Regions from separate parts of the Mus musculus genome. Here all the other regions are linked to region 4. A link is a contact called in public HiChIP or PLAC-seq and promoter capture Hi-C data. All regions are on one chromosome and are shown on one strand. The core of a region is the stretch at or near the end of the contact, and the rest is flanking DNA. Distances in the headings are between cores, read along the strand shown. Region 1 holds the start of Ranbp9 (RAN binding protein 9). Region 2 holds the start of Nol7 (nucleolar protein 7). Region 3 has its middle 22 kb from the start of Cd83. Region 4 holds the start of Dtnbp1 (dystrobrevin binding protein 1). Region 5 holds the start of Gfod1 (glucose-fructose oxidoreductase domain containing 1).

Evidence for each region. Promoter capture Hi-C pulls out the DNA fragments that hold promoters and counts their contacts. HiChIP or PLAC-seq counts read pairs in DNA pulled down with a chosen protein or histone mark. Capture Hi-C pulls out chosen DNA fragments and counts their contacts.
Region 1: a contact with region 4 is called in a promoter capture Hi-C map of liver, with 4 times the contacts expected there. The contact joins the promoter of Ranbp9 here to the promoter of Dtnbp1 in region 4. A contact is called at or near these places in 1 of 39 promoter capture datasets (pre-B cells), 1 of 115 datasets of contacts at active chromatin or transcription factors (embryonic stem cells) and 1 of 9 other capture datasets (liver).
Region 2: a contact with region 4 is called in a promoter capture Hi-C map of adipose tissue, with 3 times the contacts expected there. The contact joins the promoter of Nol7 here to the promoter of Dtnbp1 in region 4. A contact is called at or near these places in 1 of 39 promoter capture datasets (pre-B cells), 3 of 115 datasets of contacts at active chromatin or transcription factors (astrocytes, large pre-B cells and pro-B cells) and 2 of 9 other capture datasets (adipose tissue and liver).
Region 3: an H3K4me3 HiChIP or PLAC-seq map of stem cell-derived neural progenitor cells shows a contact between it and region 4, with 9 times the contacts expected there. The contact joins the enhancer-like site here to the promoter of Dtnbp1 in region 4. A contact is called at or near these places in 6 of 39 promoter capture datasets (embryonic stem cells, liver and pre-B cells), 1 of 15 datasets of contacts at CTCF or cohesin (pro-B cells), 2 of 484 Hi-C or Micro-C datasets (bone marrow-derived macrophages and nephron progenitors), 5 of 115 datasets of contacts at active chromatin or transcription factors (embryonic forebrain, embryonic stem cells, forebrain and 1 more) and 2 of 9 other capture datasets (embryonic stem cells and liver).
Region 5: a promoter capture Hi-C map of liver shows a contact between it and region 4, with 2.1 times the contacts expected there. The contact joins the promoter of Gfod1 here to the promoter of Dtnbp1 in region 4. A contact is called at or near these places in 2 of 39 promoter capture datasets (liver and pre-B cells) and 2 of 115 datasets of contacts at active chromatin or transcription factors (astrocytes and embryonic forebrain).

The regions. Positions count from the first base shown.
Region 1 is chr13:43,479,652-43,482,351 of GRCm38.p6, forward strand. Ranbp9 (RAN binding protein 9) reads right to left here and starts at 1,322. Exons shown (of 14, transcript NM_019930.2): 1 at 761-1,322. The coding sequence starts at 1,277.
Region 2 is chr13:43,397,012-43,399,711 of GRCm38.p6, forward strand. Nol7 (nucleolar protein 7) reads left to right here and starts at 1,365. Exons shown (of 8, transcript NM_023554.2): 1 at 1,365-1,647; 2 at 1,724-1,784; 3 at 2,500-2,558. The coding sequence starts at 1,394.
Region 3 is chr13:43,806,017-43,808,716 of GRCm38.p6, forward strand. No RefSeq gene overlaps it. Among named protein-coding and RNA genes, the nearest start is that of Cd83, 22 kb to the left of the region's middle. Within about 2 kb of position 1,350, at least 28 of the 459 cell types and tissues checked have an H3K27ac peak or open chromatin away from gene starts, as enhancers often do. A contact at or near this core is called in stem cell-derived neural progenitor cells, where this site is marked.
Region 4 is chr13:45,000,684-45,003,383 of GRCm38.p6, forward strand. Dtnbp1 (dystrobrevin binding protein 1) reads right to left here and starts at 1,413. Exons shown (of 10, transcript NM_025772.4): 1 at 1,234-1,413. The coding sequence starts at 1,289.
Region 5 is chr13:43,302,811-43,305,528 of GRCm38.p6, forward strand. It overlaps Gfod1 (glucose-fructose oxidoreductase domain containing 1), which reads right to left and starts at 1,362. Exons shown (of 2, transcript NM_001033399.4): 1 at 435-1,362. The coding sequence starts at 687. Gm52047 (a long non-coding RNA gene) reads left to right here and starts at 2,674. Exons shown (of 3, transcript XR_003950636.1): 1 at 2,674-2,718.

The DNA of each region.
Region 1 (2,700 bases), core at 72-2,571, 1.5 Mb before region 4:
TGAGCTACATTTCAAAAACCCCTTACTGGCATTTATAATCTTCTATACAACCAGTTTGCTTAAAGCTTTGTTTTAACCTAGGAAAAAGTGGGGATGGGAGAAAGCAGCAGCCTAAGGTGGTTAACTTTGTTAACTGCAGGTGCAAAATATAAGCCAGTTTTGGTTTTTTTTTTTTTGTTTTTTGTTTTTGAAAATGCTAATCGGTATGTTTTAAAACCCTTGTTTTCAACAAAACTTCATGTAACACCAACCCGGAAACACGGGGCATTTCCAATCCGGAGGGGGGGGGGGTCTGCTCCCCGAAGAAAACAGGGAATCCTGAGGTTCCTCTCCCAGTTGCTTTCAGTAAGGTGCAATGATGGCCAACTTGGGCCCCTTGTCCTTTTGTCCCCCTAGACAATCTCTGGCCTAATTTGGGACAAATCCTCCACTGATCACGCCTCCCTCCCCCTCCTGTGGATCTCTGTTCTCCCTTAATTAGAAACTGTACCTCGGAATCGTGCCTCTCACCCCTGCTGCGTAAGAGGAGATGGCCTGACCCTCCACCTGGAGAACAATGTAACCCAACTCCGGCCCATAGATTTATCTCCAGGAAATCAGAAGGTGCGATGTGTCTGGTCATCCCGGATTCCCTCAAAGCGTCCAGCTCCGGGCCTAGGGATCCCAGCTCCTTCCCACCTGGGACCCCACTCTCACCTTCCCTCGCCCAGAGCCTCGCCCCGCACCGTCCGATCTCTCCGCCGGACCCCGCGCCCCGTACCTTTGTAGTGCACCCGCAGGTTGTTCTGCGAGAGGCCGATGTAGCTGAACTTGTCCTTCGGGCTCCAGGACCGGGGCAGCGGCGTCTCCTGCTCATCCACAGCCGGGTAGAGGCGCTTCAGCCGCCTCTGCAGCTCCTTCTCCTGCTCGTTGAGGGCCGAGTCGCCGTGCGGGAAAGGGGCAGCGGCGCTGCTGCCCGCCGCCAGGCCCGGGACCGGGACGCCTGCGGCCGGGCCGGGGCCCACCGCCAGGCCGGGCGGCGCGGTGGCGGGGGCGGCCGCCGAGGCGGGGGGCGGCGGCGCGGCGGTGGCCGGGGGAGGCGGCGGCGGCGGCGGCGGGTGGAGCAGCAGGGCGGCCGCTGCGGCCCCCAAGCCTCCACCGGGCGAGCCGGCCGGGGAGGAGCCGGCGCTGGCGGCCGCGGCCGCGGGCAGGGCGACTCCGGAGCCCGGGGCCCCGGCGGCGGGCGGCGGCGGCGGCGGCTGCTGTTGCGGCGGCGGTGGCGGCGGCTGCCCGGACATCCCGGCCGCGACTCAGCCTGCGGCACCTCCACTCGTCCCTGCTTCCTCCTGCGCTTCCCGGGGGCGCTGTCGCTGCGGCCGCCGGCACCAGGCGCCCAGAGTCCGCCCGCCCCGGAAGCAGGCGGCGGGCCGCGCGGCCCGGCGGAGCGCGGCGGTTGAGGAGACCGACCGCGGGCGGGCGCGAGGGAGCGTTGGCCAGGCGCTGGCGGGCACGCGACCGGGAGCGATGCGGTGGGACAGCGAGGGGAGCGGGCGGAAGGGCGCGCGGCCCTGGGCGACGCGGTGAAGCGGGGAAGAGAGACTGCGAGGAGGTGCGAGCGGCCGCGGCGGCCGCTGCTCTCGCGGCTGTTTCCCGGCGGGCGAGCGAGCGGGCGGGCGGCGCGAGACGCTGCGCGCGGGCGGCGCCAGGCGAGGAGGCGGGCCGCGGCGCGAGGGGCGGGCCTGGTGCGCGCGCGGACGGCCTTCTCCGCGGCCTGGGGCTCGCCGGCGCGGGCGAGGACGCGGGCGCGGGTTCGGCCGCGGGCCTCCGGTGGCTGCGGGATCCTAGCTGCGCCGACCGGCGGCCTCGTCGCGTCTCGACGGGCCGTCCCCCTCAGCCGCCGGGAGGCCGCAGCGCGCCCAGGCGAGAGCAATCGAGCCCTGCTGCGCCGCCGGGAGCTGAGCCCGGGGTTTCTAACGCCTTACCGCCTAGCTAGCGGGTCAATAAAGGGCCCTTGGAAACCATTTCTGAAGGCGAAGTCTCCCGCTTCATGAGTGACCCTCTCGTTAATTAATTAATTTATGAGGAGTCCGAGTGAACTTAATGGGGGAGAAACAGCCACGTTAGGAATACCAATCAAGACGGGCAGATCGTCAAAGGGCAGGAATGCGAACTGTGTGAGCGTTTAGGAAGGGCTTCTGGAGACAGACGTCAAAACATTTTATAAGCTCATTAATTCTCATCATAGGCCTCTTTGTTAGGTAGCAGAGAATTATGCCCATTTTTTTTTAAACATGGAAATATTTACTGAGGTCAGCAGAGTTTTAAAAAAGGAGACTTCCTACTTTGCAATTCTCAGTAGAGTGCTTGGTCAACCCGTGTGGCACAATTTGCCAAGTGTTGCTCTCTGACCCCCACATAGCATTACTAGTCTGTTTTCGGCACTTCCCTTTGTTTAACCTACCCTTTCCTTAGCCCGGCAAAAATCAGGCTTCACTCCCATAATCTACATGGTACAGATTCCGATGCTGTGTTAGCTTCCGGAGATGATATGCTGGCTCTGATTGGACCGTATAAGCATGGAATGGTTGGTTAATAGAGAACTAGTTATTTTGTTTTTGAAGCGAATGGGTCAATGGTGACTTAATCGAAGACTCCCATGGACATAGCGCCTAGCCAGTTGTAGCAGTCCTTCTGCCTAATTTCCATCTTAAATTACCCACA
Region 2 (2,700 bases), core at 115-2,614, 1.6 Mb before region 4:
AAAAACAAAACAAAACAAAACAACAAAAAAAAGTGGTTGTGTGCTGCTTGACATAGGTACTAGAAACTGAACTAAGGTTCTCTGGAAGAGCAAGCAGTAAGTTGAAGTTCTCTTAACTGCCGAGCCGTCTCTCCTGCCCTCTGTGACACTTTAATGCGGCATCTACACGTATGGACCATCACATGCTTTTGGTAGGTTGTCACCGGGCTTCAGTTTAACCTCTCTCAATGCTAGTTACTGTAGGGGTCTGCTGATGCAAACATTTGTTTTCTTGCAATAGGTTTCACTTTAGTTCAGGCTGGCCCAGACTTTAAGATGTTCTTGCTTCGGCTTCCCGAGTGCTGGGATTTCAGGCGTGCACTACTCTGCCGGACTCAGAGAATGTTTTTCATTTGTATTTTCTATCTGACCGAGCCCAGACGTTTCAGAGCCACCCTCCCCATCCTTCTCTGCCTACGATGTCTCTAGCAGTTCTTGTTTTGTTTTGTTTCTGAGACAGGGTTTCTCTGTGTAGCCTTGGCTTTCCTGGAACTCACTCCATAGACCAGGCTGGCCTAGACTCACAAGAGTTCCTCCTGCCTCTGCCCCGCACCACTAGGATGAAAGGCATGCACCACCACCTACAGGCCTTGTTTTGATCTTTTTATCCACACTTATTTGTTCTTTTTAAATTGGAAACTGCTTCTAAACAAGAGGGGGGGGGGGATAAGGTTTAGAAGTAGGAAGTATATATGTTAACTAACCATTTGTCGAACATATAGTGTGACATTAGAAATCAATGACTTTAGAATGGTAGAAGCAACAGCCAGGTGACTTGAGTATTTAGAGAATAGTGTAACTAAACATGCCATGGTCTCTGGGTGGGACGTTGAAAGTCAACCGTTCTGCGTAGGGGAACACATATCAGAGAGGACAGCTCATCCAAGTGCACGGATAGATTAGGGAATGAAGAATCATTTCCTACTGTATAGCTGGTAAAAGACATCACGTGGGCCATGTATTCCCAAAAAATATATGGGCAGAGGATTGCAAGGGTTGGAGGGGGTGGGGGTGGTGATGGGGGTGGGTCGTACACAATACATACAGGGATGCATCTCACAAGCAACGATGGTCATTTATTTCGTTATTTATTATACCCTTGCCTCTGTTCCATAGATCTAAGCAACCTGGGGGAGAAAAAAAAAAAAAAAAAAAAAAAAAGGCGGCGACACCTAGCAGCACGAAACCACGCCCTCTTACCCCCCCCCCCCGTCTCAGCCATGAAAAGCCCCGCCCTCCCGCGCACGCGCCTCAGCACGTTTCGCGGCCTCCGAACCAGCAGAGGGCGTAGAGAGCGCGCACCGCGCACGGCTGCTTCCGGGTCAAGGGTCAGACAGCCGCCTTTCCGTTTGCCATGGTGCAGCTCCGGCCCCGCTTGTCGCGTATTCCCGCGCCGGCTGAGGCGATGGTGGACGAGGACCAGGCGGCCTCGGAGGAGGAGGAGGCGGAGCACGGCCTGCTGCTCGCGCAGCCTAGCAGTGGCGCGGCCGCCGAGCCCCTGGACGAGGAGGAGGACGCGGACGACGAAGCCCCGGAGGAGCTGACTTTCGCCAGCGCCCAGGCGGAAGCCCGGGAGGAGGAGCTGCGCGTGCGCGCGAGTGCTCGCAGGTGCAGCGCCCGGGAATGTTGGCGCCTCGGGACTCCCCAGGCTCGGCCGGCGCTGACCCGACTCCTTTCCTTCCAGGGATAAAACGCTGTTGAAGGAGAAGAGGAAACGGCGCGAGGAGCTGTTCATCGAACAGAAGGTTGGACGCGGGACTTGTCGCTTATGTAAACTCGGCCGGGGCTAGAGTTCCCTTGCTAAAAGCTCCTTAAAGGATAGGGTACTGGAGAGGTGCAAGGGCCATTGGCGTTTCTTGGAGTCTGCCGTAATTCAAAGTAGGCGTGGAAGCACTGACACTCATCTATCCCTGACAGTAGGTCTTACAGGCTTCCAGAGGTGGTGAGGTTTGCTTGAGTTTTTAAAATTCTAGGCTGGAGCTAATGATTTCTTTTTTCGCACCCCAGAGATCTGATTTCGAGTGGCCATACCTAAATACCTTTCAGTTAGTAGCCGGGATACTTGAACGTTGAGCTACTTTGGGTAAAATGACAGGGAATGTATTGGGCTTTCTTTTCTTTTCTTTTTTTTTTTTTTTTTTTTTTTTTTCTTCCGAGACAGGGTTTCTCTGTATAGCCCTGGCTGTCCTGGAACTCACTTTGTAGACCAGGCTGGCCTCGAACTCAGAAATCCGCCTGCCTCTGCCTCCTGAGTGCTGGGATTAAAGGCGTGCGCCACCATGTCCGGCCTGTATTGGGCTTTCTAAATCCAGTCTTAATGTTGTCGGTTTAGAGGCAGCAGGGACGTATTCACAGATTGGCCCGAATTCAGGACTGTTCGAAATGAGTAACGTTAGAAGTTATCTCCAGGCATACCTGTACCTCACTTTAACTTGTCATCAAATGTCTTTATCCCCAAAGAAAAGAAAGCTGCTTCCAGATGCTGTATTAGAGCAGCTAACTACAGCTTCAGAGGCCGAGTAAGTATTGCAGTTTCTACGTGCATAAAGTCTGTAGACCCTAAGAAATTCTCCCCAAACTTAAAAGCTACACAGTGCTTTTGGAGTTCCTCAACTTTGTCTAGCAAGATAGATGGTAAGTAAGTGACTGAGAACATTTAGT
Region 3 (2,700 bases), core at 100-2,599, 1.2 Mb before region 4:
AATTGAACTTATGCTGTAAGTCTTGGTGGTGAGAGCCTTTATCCACTGAGGCATCTCGCTGGCCTAGGTTTTGAGTGTCAGTCTGATATCTAAGTGTTGTGTTTGTGTGTATTGTCTGTCTGTCTGTCTGTCTGTCTGTCTGTCTCTGTGTCTTTAAGCTAAAGACTCCTTTCCCTTTTAAAACATATCAGCCTTTGAAAGTAGTCAATCCCTTCCATCTTATTCCCACAGAGCAAGCAGAGCTTATCCATCTAAGGGGACAGAAGACATCTTCATGTTTCCCAGCTGCTCTTGGGGCTAACAAGCCTGCCATCGATGGCATGCTTCAGGCTTGCTTTACTCCCCTTTACACCCATTTTCCTGACCTAGAAGGATATCTCTGGTATCTGCTCTCCTCGTGGTATTTATTATTTCTTGACCGGCTGCCTTCCAGAACACAGCATGTTCCACCTGAGTCCTCTATCATCGGCTCACTTTTGTGTGTTTTCAACTCTGTAACAGACACCAGAGTCTTTCCTTGGTTCTCTGCCCCACTGGTTTTGTGTTATGCAATTACTCCTTAGTTTTTAAAAGCAGCTAAGTCTAAATAAACACACCAGCACAGCATGATGATCAACCAAGAGACACCCTCTGGGCTGTGTGATGAGTTGTGCTAGGGGGTGAGTATAAATGTGCAATGGAGAAAGGAGAACGGAGCTGCAGAGCATTGCTCATCGGTACAGACCTTCACACGTCCCACACAGCCCTCTGTCCTTCAGAGCCAAGGCATTGCACTTGAATGTTTCTCTTCTCCTTTCCACTCTTTTGTTTAACTCTCCCCACGGGATTGCAGGCAGCACACAGTTAGGTCACAAAGGACTGTCAGAAAAACATCATCTCAGCTGGGTGTAACTGTTTCCATGGTTCCTGAGAGGTTAGGGTGGGGGAAGGAAGTTGGAATTTGGGTACGAACGCAAGTCTTCTATTCTCTTTTCTTTTCAATGCATAAATACACGTACAGTATTCCCCTCTGGGCAGAGGAACTGGACCCCGCTTAGCTGTTCATTTAGATTCTGCATGCGTAAGGGATATTGTTTTTGCTTCGTTATAAGAGGCTCTAGTTCTTCCAATTGACCATTTTCCCCCTTACTCGTTGCCAAAGTAGCCTGTTTACAATCTACTCTCCCAGATTACAGTCCTTACCAGAGGCAAGTGGGGAGAAATTCAGACACTGAAAAGCTTTGAGAGGCCCCACAGAGTTGAAATGCTTTTCTCAAAGGGGAAAAAAAACCAATCTGTAAATGTGTATGTATTTGTCCAAGTCCCTCCACTCACCCACCCAAAGACAGCTGGACAGCCTGTCAATGACTCCCATTGAGGAACAACAAAGACCCATGTCAGGAGTCAAGGGAGAGGAGGCTGAGAACTAACAATAAGTTTGCACTTACACAGCAGTTTTTATCCCAAGACCCCAGAGTGCTTTACAAACATTAATTAAATTGCCCAACAGCCCTGTGAGATGGCTGTGTGTCACTGTTTCCAGTTGGCAGGGGGTGGCGGTACCAGAAGTGTCAGCACAGAGCGAAGTTGGAAACGGGCCATGTTACACTCCTATGGATTGTGGACTCAGAAGTGGGAACATTTCCCTGTGAGCCCAAGGCTGTGGTCAGGTGTACAGTCCTGACAGGGATAAGGAAGTGGTCTGGTGACTTCCAGCAGGAGCCAGGTTATGTGTAAGTTCATGGGCCAACTTCACCAGGACTCGAAGGATGGTGGTATGGTCTCCGAAAGAGGCTTCATCACCACATACCAAGGTAATAGTCATCACAAAACGCTCTTCTGCATGATGGCAAATAGTGACTCTCATGTGGCATTTCCTAGGAAGCTGTGACTAGTTATCTAGACAGGCACCCGCCACAGACGAAAGTCGAGATCCCATACAAGTCTAGCTTTTCCATGCAATGAGATGGTTTTGGTTCCTGATAGTAGCATGGCTGAATCCCAGGCAACTCCATTGCAGAGAAGCCCACTGCATTGTGGGCGCCGACTCACTATTTGCAGTTAGACCTTTCTCCCAGCCACTGTTTCTTGATGCTATAATTTTGAGGAGGGGCTTGTAAATTTTGTGATTTTTTTTTTAATGAGCTTCCAGAGTCTTGTCAATTTGCTCCCTAAGTCTCATGAGCCCTGCCTTGACTCCAAATCCAAGAAGCGAATGTTCAAATTCAGTGGAAACAGATGGACAAGAGTTGGCTTTGATTGCTGCATATGAGTCCAGAACTGCTAGGTGGGACATAGTATTCCGTCTTGTATGTTGGTGCGTCAAACTATGTTCTCCAAAGAGGCCTATTGGGATAGTCTTACCCTCTGGCACCTATTCATACAACCTACTCTGGAAGTAAGGTCTTTGAAGATGTAGCTACCCTGAGATGCTGTGACTTAGGTTGATGTCCATATATAAAAAGAGAGAAGTTTGGACACAGGCACAGATAGTCACACAGTCTAAAGAAGTTCTCGTGACATCAGAGGTAACACCGATGCGATGCATCCACAAAGCCAGTGAGTGCCAAGGCTTGCTGGCAACAGCAGAAGCAGGGAGAGACGGCGCCTAGAGGTCCTTCCCAAGTGCATTCAGAGGGAGTGTGGCTCTGCAACACCTTGTGTCAGACTTCCGGCTCCCAGATCTCAGGATCTTTTTGCTGTTGCTGTTGTTATTTTAAG
Region 4 (2,700 bases), core at 163-2,662:
TCTTCCTAAACCTGTATTTAAAAAAAAAAAAGCAACCATGAAAAAACCTCATCACTGAATAATTCCTTAGGCGCCCATAATCGATATTGACAAGACCACAAAACTAAAATCATCAATAATGCTTTATATACATTGGACACCTTCAAGTATCTGACAGCTTGTTACTATTCAACAGGCAAATGGTATAAAGCAGTTTTTTTGTTCCACGAGATGGGAGATCGGCTGTCATTTTTCCCATTAATTATTAAAGTATAGCATTATGACAAAGGTGCCCTCACATCAGGAACATTCGCCAAACATATGACAGACCAGCAGGGGGGGATGGTGGTGGATGCCTGAAATCACGTTGCATTGGGGCAGCTGAATCAGGGAGTATTCCCACCAGTTCAAGTCTGATCTAGGGTAAAGTATCTGTGAGGCGCTGTCTCAAAACAAAAGCCTGAACAAACCAGAGGGATGGCAGATTCTTTACAACGTGACTTTTTGTAAAGCAATAAAAGGAATTATAAACGAAAAGCCATACAAACAGTGCTTCCTGCCTATTTAACACAGCCACTAATAGTCCCATTAAACTGCGAGCGAGATAAGCACCATCACTATCTTACAGTACAGTAAGCAGAGACAAGAGACCCGGTAACTCGCAGTCAGGTTAAGAGGTAAAATCCTACAATAGTGCTTTAGGCAGCCTGGTACCCACTCAAGTTCCCCGACTTTGTAGCACATCGGAATCCCGTGACATTCCAGCTTAACCCAAGCTCAGAGAGGGCGAGAGCCAGGAGATTGCGAAAGGTTCCCGGGGGCGTCCAAAGTTTAGGCAACTCCGGGTGTGAACAGCTCCGCTCCAGTTCTGTCCCTCTGGGCCCAGCTCCTCCGTCACGGTGTTAAACCAGGGTAAAGGCAGAGAAGGCCGGAGAAGGGGTGGTCAAGGATCGGGCCGAATGGCCCGGTGTCCCCGCTGAAAGAGGAGGGGAAGGCGGGGGCCCGTGAGTCCTGCCCCGGGGTAGGCCGGCGGGCTTCCAGAGCAGAGGACACAGCCTCTCACGTGACCATCCTGCCCCGTCAAGCAGAGCTGCCCCGCGACAGGGCAGGAGGGCATCCCTCCCGCTGCGACCAAAGTGACTCGGTGCCGCCGCCGGGACACCGGGAAGTTCGTTGTCTCCGCGCGCCGACCGGACGGCAGCCCCGCGCCCACGCGCGTGGGGGAGCCCTTTCGGCCGCCCACCGCGTACTCACCCGGAGGTGAAATCCTGCTGTACGCTCAGCAGCCGCTCGCGCAGGGTCTCCAGCATCGCGTCCCCTCCCTCAGGCCTCGCGCCACCGCGCCCTCGGACGCCGTCGGGCGTCCCCTCGCCCCGCGCGTCGGCTCTCGCTTCACCGCGCCGCCGCCGCCGCAGCCTCCCCGGCCGCCGCGCCTTCCGCGTCCCCGCCCCCCTCCGCGCGCCCGGCCGGCGCAGCCGCAGTGCGGCGCTCAGGGGAGGCTCGCGCGGCGCCGAGGGGCGGGGCCTTCGCGAGCGCGCTCGCCCGCTCTGCAGACAGGGCGGGAAGCCGGCCTTCTCCAAGGTTATGACTGCTTCTTGGAAGGATGATTTCAGGCCCCTGCATCCTTTAGTTGAAGGGTTGGTTGGCTTTCGAAGGTCGGAAGAGCGCTGCGGGAATCTCCTGGGTGGCTGCGCCTCCCTATAACAACACTGCTTTGGTACTCCGTATTGGGGTTTGTCGGTGATGATCACCTGTCTCCAAACCCTTACTTTGCCCACTCTAGATCTTTGACTGACCCCGTCAAATTTCTGTGCCCTTCATCTCTCCATGTTGCCAAAGCCATGTTTCCCCTCCTCTGCCCCCTTGTGGGGGTGGAACTCGGTTTCTTGCATACCAAGGCTCTCCCACTGAGCCAACCCTCTTTATTCTGTGCGTCAATCTTTTCTCAACCTTTCAGTTATCCTCAGAGCAGTTGCTCACCTTTTTTCTTCCTTTCATCCCTTCTGTCCCAAAACTACGTGCACAGACTCCTCCTCCTCTCTATGCACTTTCCCTGGGCTAGTCTAGCCGTCATCTATTGTAGGGTACTCCTCTGTTTTTGCTTGCCCCCTTCCTTTCCTCTCAGTTGTTTCACCGCGTTGTCCCCGGGACATCTCAAGCATCCTTTGTGGCATACTAGACAAGCACTCTGGCAGTGGGTGACATCCCCAGCCCTTCCACGTGGAAAAGGGGATTAAAACACTCCGAGCCTTTTCTACTCAGGAAAGACGACTACTGAGCTAGGAAGTTGGATATTTAGTCATGCTTTTTTTTTTCCTTGAGTGCAGACTTCCAAAATGAGGATTCATTTTGCTTTAAGACTGGCTACCAGGGTGACACCCTCTTTTTTAAATGACAAGATGGTCAAGGTTATAAGAGGTTCAGTATCAGGAGCTCAGCTTCTCTATCAATATTAGTCATGTGTTTCATTAGCTGTATCAAAATAGAATCGAGGAGTTAGCTTCCTGCTAGGGTTTGCACGTAAATTGTTTCTACAGATTTATATGCTTGAACTCTCTTGTGTGAGAAATATGGACCCTCACTTCATAATAAGAGCCCCGTAGACTTGGAGTAGTGTAAGTGTGGCAATTCATTTTTGCCACTTGGCAAAGCCAGGCACCAGCCCAGAATGGCAGGCCCGCTGAGCATCGAGAACAGCTTTTGCAACCCCAAAGCAGGGCC
Region 5 (2,718 bases), core at 112-2,611, 1.7 Mb before region 4:
CTGGGTGCCACAGCTGCTCACAAACAGGTACACCCAGGAAAAACCCTGCCACCACGTGTGCGGCCCTTTATTCAAGGGTTCCTGGCCACGCGCTCTCCTTTTCCAGACGCACGCGCACCCACACACCAGAGCACTAACTAACGTATACAGCTGGGTACCGAGTTTCCCTCCTGGAACAGCAACCGGTCTTCTGTATCTGACCCATTCGGTTCCTATACCTAGAATCCAAGCCTATTCTAGCCTCCGCACCACACACGTGGGGATGCGCTTCCAGCTGGTATCAGGAGCGAAGCGTGGAGGTGGGGGAGGCCACCGACTGGAAAGGGGAAAGCTGGGACTAACAAGCTTGGGTTTGGGATTCCTGGGATATGTCCAATTGGAGAGAAGCGAAGAGCCGAGCTAAAGAAGAGAGGGCTGGGGGAGGGGTCGCTCACCCAGGGTTTTGACAGCGATCTGCCTAGTGAGCGGCGGCGGCAGGTTGATGCACACCAAGTCCACATCCTGGTGCAGGAGCACCTCGTCGATGCGGCTGGTGTAGAAAGGAACGCTCATCTCCTTGGCCAGCTCCTCGGCTTCTTCCTGCGTGCGGCCCCACAGCGCCTTCACCGCGAAGCCCTCATCTTTCAGCAGCGGGATGATGACTCGGGCTGTGAGGCTGGTGCCGAACACGCCCACCCCGGGAAGCATGGCTGCTCAGGTCCGCCCGGTTCTGCTGCTGCCGGGATCTCCAGTCGAACACCGGCGCACACGCCTCTCCGGCCGGTCCCGCAGTCCCCGGCTCCTCGACCGACCTCGCTGCGCTGCGCTAGCCGCCGAGCCCCGGGCAAGGCGCCCGAGTGCGGTGGCGTGACAGCGCACCGAACCACAGACCCTGCAGGCTCCGGGAGCCTCAGCGCGGTGACTGCTGCAGTGCCCGCCACTCGGGGCTCGTGTCCTTCCCGGAGACAGCGGCAGGGACTCCGCCAGGACGCACGAGGCCCCGAAGCCCCGTGGAGCCCGGGCTCAGGCAGCGCTCCCGCCGCAGCGCCGGCCGGCTCCGTGCGCCCCGCGGAGGCCGCCCCATGGCCGGCTCATCCCGGCAGAATCTCTCTCCCGGATGGCGCTCCCGCTTCACCACCCTCTGTGGGCTGCGGATCTTCTTTTTCCCCAAGTCCTTGGTAACGAATGGAACCCAGAGGCCACCCGGAGGCCGACTAAGGATGAGGCTCGTAGTGTACCAGGCGCCGATCCCGAGCAGCAGCACCGCAGCGGCGGACACCACCCGGCGCCAGGCTCCTCATTCTGCTGCCATATTCGCTCGCTCGCAGCGCGCCTTGGGCGGCCTCGGCCCCGCTCGGGCTCGGGCTCCGGCTCCGGGATCCCGCGGGTACGAGGGCGGAGTTGGCGACTTTGACTGTCAGCGGCCGGGGTTCCTGCACCGCCCTTGCGGTAGCGCCGTGCTCCATTGGCCGCCAAGCGTCGCCCCCGCCCTTGTCTCCGCCGCCCAAGGCACTCGTTGCGCTCAGCGCCCGGCCCCTGGAACCCGCTTTGACTCCTCCCCGGCCCCGCCTGTCTCGCCTGCTGCCCCCGGGTGGCTTCCCTTTCTCTGCGCTCTCCGCCTCCGCGGCCGCCTCCTCCTCGTTGTGCTCCAAGCTCCGCCCAAGCAAGCAAATAAATCTATCAAAGCAGGGCGCGCCCTTAATAGGCTAGGACTGGGTTCCTTGGAAAAGATTGGCGGATGCTAAGACCCCGGGGAGGCCGGAGGACCCCACGAAGTGTGAGCAGCGTGGTTCACAGTCTCCTCTCCCGGATATTTTTCTGTGCTCGCCACTGCTCTAGGAAGCTGTCCAGGCACTTAACCCTGAGGTTATTGGAAACTCGTTTCATTGATGAGAAAGTGAGCTCTGAGGAGGTTAAGGGACTTGCTCAAGGTGACACACATGAACAACAGTGCCAGGATCGGAAGGCAGACACCAGCATCTCGGCGCTGAACCCCTAGAGTTCTGACTCGCAAGTGTGCCAGCTCCAATCCCAAACCAACTCCACTCCTGAGGAGGCTCCACTGGTCACCTACTCCATGCTTGTGCCCATGTGGCATGGGCGACCTCACCCAGACTCCGCAGTGGCTGTGGCACGTGTGTCTAGAGTCTGGTCTTCCTTGTTTACTTCTGGCTGCCTGCCACTCCTGGCCACTGCCCTCTGTCAGCTTCAGTTCCCTGGCACAGCGCTTCTCCTGGCCTTTAATACATCTGCAGTCAGAATGCTGGGGACCATCAGTCCGAGATGCGTGGAAAGCCCTAACTGCGGTGGTGACTGAGTGAGCGTCTGATGGCTCAAGATATCCTCGTCACTTATCACGGGGCCTAAGGAGATAGTAGGCACTTGTCTAAGTACACAAATGGATGGATATTCACCACCTGTCACATTGTGCCCTCTTCGTACTGGGAGGGAGGAGTCAATGCCAAAGGGCAAGTGGACCTGCTCTTCTAGCTCAGTGTTTCTGGAAAGGTGAGGTTACTACTGTCTATTATGTTCATCCCTGGCCTTTAGCACTCAGAGGAAGAGACACGTGTCCTGCTTCAACATAAGCGTGGAAAACATGATACATCCGAGTGTTTAAAGCAACTGTAACAACTGGCACAGAGACGGGGCTCTTGGAGAGAGCTGTACACACACACACACACACACACACACACACACAAAGGCTGATGTGGCAATGGGAGGAGGCAAAGTTGACCT